2 separate regions of the Arachis hypogaea genome follow, and region 2 is linked to region 1. The links are chromatin contacts, called in public Hi-C maps. All regions are on one chromosome and are shown on one strand. The core of a region is the stretch at or near the end of the contact, and the rest is flanking DNA. Distances in the headings are between cores, read along the strand shown. Region 1 holds the start of LOC112796783 (protein SULFUR DEFICIENCY-INDUCED 1). Region 2 holds the start of LOC112796785 (1-aminocyclopropane-1-carboxylate oxidase homolog 12-like).

The links. A called contact is a pair of places that touch in the nucleus more often than the background predicts.
Region 2: a contact with region 1 is called in a Hi-C map of leaf, with 3 times the contacts expected there. The contact joins the promoter of LOC112796785 here to the promoter of LOC112796783 in region 1. A contact is called at or near these places in 3 of 8 Hi-C or Micro-C datasets (leaf and an unstated tissue).

The regions. Positions count from the first base shown.
Region 1 is chr4:62,052,913-62,055,786 of arahy.Tifrunner.gnm2.J5K5, reverse strand. It overlaps LOC112796783 (protein SULFUR DEFICIENCY-INDUCED 1), which reads left to right and starts at 1,366. Exons shown (of 4, transcript XM_025839401.3): 1 at 1,366-1,740; 2 at 2,473-2,685. The coding sequence starts at 1,603.
Region 2 is chr4:62,256,088-62,258,921 of arahy.Tifrunner.gnm2.J5K5, reverse strand. It overlaps LOC112796785 (1-aminocyclopropane-1-carboxylate oxidase homolog 12-like), which reads right to left and starts at 1,541. Exons shown (of 4, transcript XM_072235570.1): 1 at 1,500-1,541; 2 at 875-1,415. The coding sequence starts at 1,278.

The DNA.
Region 1 (2,874 bases), core at 117-2,616:
TGGAGGATAGGTTGGTGAAGGCTGTGAGACAGCGGTGACTAGTATTAGTTAGCTTCGCGGAACACTATATATATATTATCTATTGGACATTGTTACCATATTGAGAACCTCTAGTTCTCTTACTATATATTGTTGTTGTTTTTAAGATACATGTCGCAACCCACATTGGTGAGTTTCCAAACTTGGTGACAGAGTGGATGATGATTCAGCTTTGTTTTGTACTTTAATTTATTATTAGTTCTCTCATTTTGTATCATATTTTGTTACCTTAGAGGCTTTTGCATTAAATTTTGAGAAATAGGAAGTAAGCCTTTTATAAACATTATGTTGTATTTTTAACTAATCAGCCTAAACTCCGTGGGCTGAGGCTAGTTTCCCTTTTTGATAGTGTATACATATAACTTGTTTATCTATTAGCCACTACCTTGTATCTTGGAGCTTTATGCAAGGTTGTATATATTATATTCCGTTCTTGTCGTGCCTTTGCGTTTTAGTTATCGTGTGTGAACGCTTCACGATTTGTTTCTTCTGTTTAACTATCTTTGAACTCCTATTCCTTAGATCGTGCTTCTAGTATTATTACTTCTTTCTATATATATTATTGTATGAGTTTTAGAATTGTCGTGGCATTTTGTTATCTTTTACTTTACGGTTAGAGGTAAGGCTCAGGGTGATAAGATGTTAAATGCTTGGTAAAGAAGTGAGTATGAAGAGTGATAAATATGAACATATGAAAAAGTTAGTTAATAATATTGAACAATAAATCATTTGATACAGAGAGTGCAATAATATATTTTCTTAATTTTAAGATAGGATGATATAAACAGAATCTTTACTGGCTTTCAATCTTAAAGAGGCACCAAAATTTTTTTTATTTTTTAAAATTTTTTTATTGTGTGGTTAAAATTACAAAATGTAATTTCTAGTAATTTTTATAAATTACAAAAAAAGTTTATACCTTAGTTAATTAGCTAGTTATATTATCATAATTTAAATTAAATTAAGAGTTAATATTAACTGTGATAAATCATCCTATTTTATCAAGTAATTATTAGACATATCACAAAGAATAACTTATTTTTTATTTTAAAGAAAACTAAATAAAATTCGCCATATATTTTTTAGTCAAGAAATTGAATTCTATCACTATACAAAACAGTAAATATTAATTTACTTCTTAATATTAAAGTGTAAAGGGAAATTTCTCCTTGCCGAAATATGCACCTAATATCTAGCATGATTCAGTGGCATTATACCTCAAGTTGCATCGTGCTTTTCTAAGATGAAATCATAAAACGACACGTGTCTATACTCAAAGTCACAGTCGTTGATTGTCTCTATAGTGAGGAACCGCCAAGGCCAAATGAATATGGACGCAAAACCAACCAAATTCGTTATTTCTCTTTGTTCTTGTCATTCCCTCTTCTCTCCCTCTCTTTTCTACTGCTAAACCTTGCTTTTTCTTGTTTGTTGAAACTTGAAAGCGTGTTTGGCTCTTGTAACGCTCAACCCGGAAAAAAAAAAAAGTAGAACGAAGGCATCCAACCGTTTTAGTTGCTTTGATCTCTGTGCCGCCGCGTCTCATAAAAATATAAAAGAGAAATGGAAGAAAGAGGTGGTTGCAACAATAACAAGAGTTCTTCTTCTTCTTCTCCAAAGGGAAAGAGAGATGATATTTACCATGTGCTTCACAAGGTTCCTTTTGGGGATGGACCTTATGTTAGAGCCAAGCATGCTCAGGTAATAATAATACTACACAATGATTTTCACTTTTTTATTTTCTTGTTACTACTTAGTTTTGTTTTGTTGAGTTATTCAGCTGTACGTTGCACTATTTTTATGATGATGAGAGGTATTTTATTTATGATGCCACTTCATTACTGTTTGATTCAATAAGAATAAATTCTATAGAATTAGTGAAGCCTGTTCATGAACACTAAATTAACAGCTTCCATTGGCCATGAGTCACCAAAAATTGGATTAAAGACTGGCTTCACAATCTTACTGGTATAGTTTAAAAATATAGATTATTCTACCTATTAATTAATGAGAAAGTCTAGGTGGTAAATGAAACATTTTTACAAGCGATGTCATTGCGATTGAAATTTATGTACAACTGACCTTTTATTTTATCTTTTTCCTTTCTTAAAATTATTTTGAATAAGAAAGAAAAAGAAAATAAGATAATGATTCATAGCTTAATTAGACTGCTGCATATCTTAAGCTGGTGATGCATCTCAAGTATAATCCGAATGTGGTTTTTCTTCTCCTCTCTTTTTCGTTTTCTTATCTAATGCGTCGTCCATGGTTTTAATTCAGAATTTTTGCTTGAGTTTGCTATTGATTTGACCCAACAAGAGAAGCTACACTAGCGGTGACTGAAGTTTCGGATTAATAAAAGTTCCAATTTTCTTGTAATGAATAAGTAAATTACTAAAATATACTAATCTGAATTATATATTGTATATGCAGCTGGTAGATAAGGACCCTGAAGCTGCAATTGTATTCTTTTGGAAAGCAATAAATTCAGGGGATAAAGTGGACAGTGCCTTGAAAGATATGGCGGTGGTGATGAAACAGTTAGACAGATCCGAAGAAGCAATTGAAGCCATTTGCTCATTTAGAAGCCTCTGCCCCAAACAATCTCAAGAATCTCTTGATAATGTACTAATAGATCTGTACAAGGTACATCGGAGTTTCTCCGAACATCTATCCGAATTAACAAATGAATAATCAACAAGAGTTTAATTATCATGCACGTTTACATGATCAATTACATTTATTGTTTTCGATATCTATTTATGTGATCAATAGTTATTATAAAATAGTGTATCAAAATTAAATTCTAATGAATAAAATGAATGGCCGGATGAG
Region 2 (2,834 bases), core at 292-2,791, 200 kb before region 1:
TGTACAACAGCCTAAGTTATTACAGCTGAGAATTTGCACGTGCACTTGCAAGATGGAAACATTTGGTAACTAAAATAAATTAGTTAAAATTAATCAGAATTTATCTTATTTAATCTTCATTAATTGTTTATAAATAAAGTAAGTTCTTATTTTTTTTTCTAGACTGCTTGCAAAAATAAAATAGTATTAATGAAACATAATTTAGGATTTTTAAATATTTTAATTATCAAAATAATTATTTTAATTATCAAAATAAATGTGGTGTAAATTGGTAAATACATTATAAATTATTTATTTTAGTAATTAAAATAATTAAATTATTTATTTAAAAAAATTCCATAATTTAACCTTTATAATTTTATGTATATAATATTTATTTATATATTTATTATATTTAAAATTATATAATTATTATAACTAATTCTAATGTCTCCCAAACATGATTGCAAAAGTATCTAAATATTGTTTTACCTTCTTTATAACACAGACCACATAATATAAAAAACGGTATTACCCCATTATAAGTTAAATTGTTCAATATATAATCAAATTATCTAGTCTTGATCAATGATATATGACCAATAAAATTGATTATTTTTTACCAACTTTCTAAGAATATTTAATACTAAATTTTAAATCTTAAATTTTAAATTTTAAATATTTATAGTAAAAAAAAATGTTGAGCCAAAATGTTATGCCAAAATTGATAAAGAGTGAAGGTCTCTTAAGATTTTTGTTTTAAATATATGTATTTAGTACTATAATAGACAACTATCTTGAAGACAAGGGATGGAGTAACTAAATAACTTAACTTCTAATAGCTAATGAGCACTTGAGCTTAAATTGGAATCAAGCTGATAATGTTTTCTATTACCTGCATATTTCTGGTATTTCTTCTGGTTTGGGTGGATGAGGAGCAACCAACATAGTAAGAGTATCTCTCCAATTAGCAGCCTGGTTAGTATTAGCTCTAACACTGGAATGATACAAAACTTTCTTCTTTACAAGATCCCTGCAATAAAACTCTTTCCTTACCTTAGCATCTTGTTCATGGAACAGCCTAATCCCATCGATCATACCGTCCAAGATGCTGACTGGAATTTCATGATTAATCACCTGAAAAATTCCCCACTCATGGCATGCCCTGCGAATATTTTCAATTACTTTGGCGCGGAAAGTTGTGCTGCTCTTTATGTCTCTGATGTCGACGATGGGAACATTGGAATCATAGGCAGTTGCTTGAGTTTCGTTGGCGTCCAACTTGCCGGAGTGGAACATGCGTGGGATTTTGGTCACACCGGATTCTATAAGGCCTCTAACGCCGACTTTGGAATCTTCGAATGCTTTCCCTTCGGCTTTTCTGTCATAAGTGGAATCACTTGTAACTGCTTCCTCTAACTGCTTTGTGTTTTCTCCTGCCATGTTGAGAGCGGAGTTACAAAAATTGAAACAAGGTCCTGCTATGAAAAAAAGTCGGTGTGGAATTGAGAAAAACTAACCGAAGACTCGAAAGGAATTATATAGGCGAGAAGAGAGAAAATAATCACAAAACAACCAATTATGAAGTACATGGATATAGAATAATAAATTATTAAAAATTATTCTTGTTTTGTAGATTTAGTAAATTGAGGGTGGTTTGATATCTAATAGTATGAGAGTGAAACCAACTCCACTTTTGCAGGTATCAATTTTCTATAAGTATATCAAAGTATCTTGAATTAGATGAGTATTGAAATAAACAATAAATTAAAATTTGTAAAGGAATAAAAGAGATGTAAAATAAAGAATTCGAAAGGTAAATTGATTGGAATTGAAAAGGGTTGTGTTGAAATTTAAAGAAAGTAATAAAATGCCTTCGACTGTGTCAAAGGATTTTGGACATGAAAATTAAAGGTACTGAAATGTAAATTGAATTCGAAAATTAAACATTGCCCGAAATATAAACTTGATTGAAAGATAAAGTTTTGCAGAAAATGTAAATGGAAAGTAAAGACATGTGGAAGGAACCCTACAGAAAATTGACTCGAAGCAGAAAGTCCCTGGGATGTGAGTGCGCGTGAGTAATTTTTGAAGCAAAGTTCCAACCTTTATTTCTTAAAACTTTATAATATTTATAACCCACCGATCCTTAATTACACGACATTGCCTTGTATGCGGATTCTTAGGTAACCGTTTACGCTCTTCTACCCATAGACGTTACCCATAAATTCCTCACTTGAAGAATGCCTTCAACTTCTCTATTAATCGTAACCGCTCGATTCTTTATTCGAGCAACTATTCGATTTCTCATCCAAATGTTTGCTCAACCGTGCTTGCTCAATTTAATAAGGTGTCTAATATCGAGTCCGTGTTGAGTAACTCCCAATTAACGCCTGCACGTGCACCTTTTCGATCTCTGCTTTCATCTTAATAATCTCTTTAATATTTCGAATTAGCTTTTTCCAGTTGAAAATATTTTTCGACTAACAAATTGCCCGCTTGGATTAATGTGTTTGTCTTTGAAACCGTTTCTTGGAAGATGAAACACTTAATCCAAATTCAAAACTTCAATCTCCTGAATCAGTAATAATTACCATTTAACTTCCCAATTAATACTGACCCTCCCACAATTTGCACTTTCTTTCTCCACCACTTCGCCTTCTTCGCAAAGTTACCTCTTTTTCCTTTGAGCTCTATCTGCGATAACAACTACAGTGAAAATCCCTTTTAAATTCGACACTTCCATTTTTTTTAAACTTTCTCGAACCCTTATTCTCTCGATTTCTCTTACATCTATTTTTCCTACACAACCTCTATTCTCCAATCTTCGTTTCTCCTTACCCTTCAATGGCTGC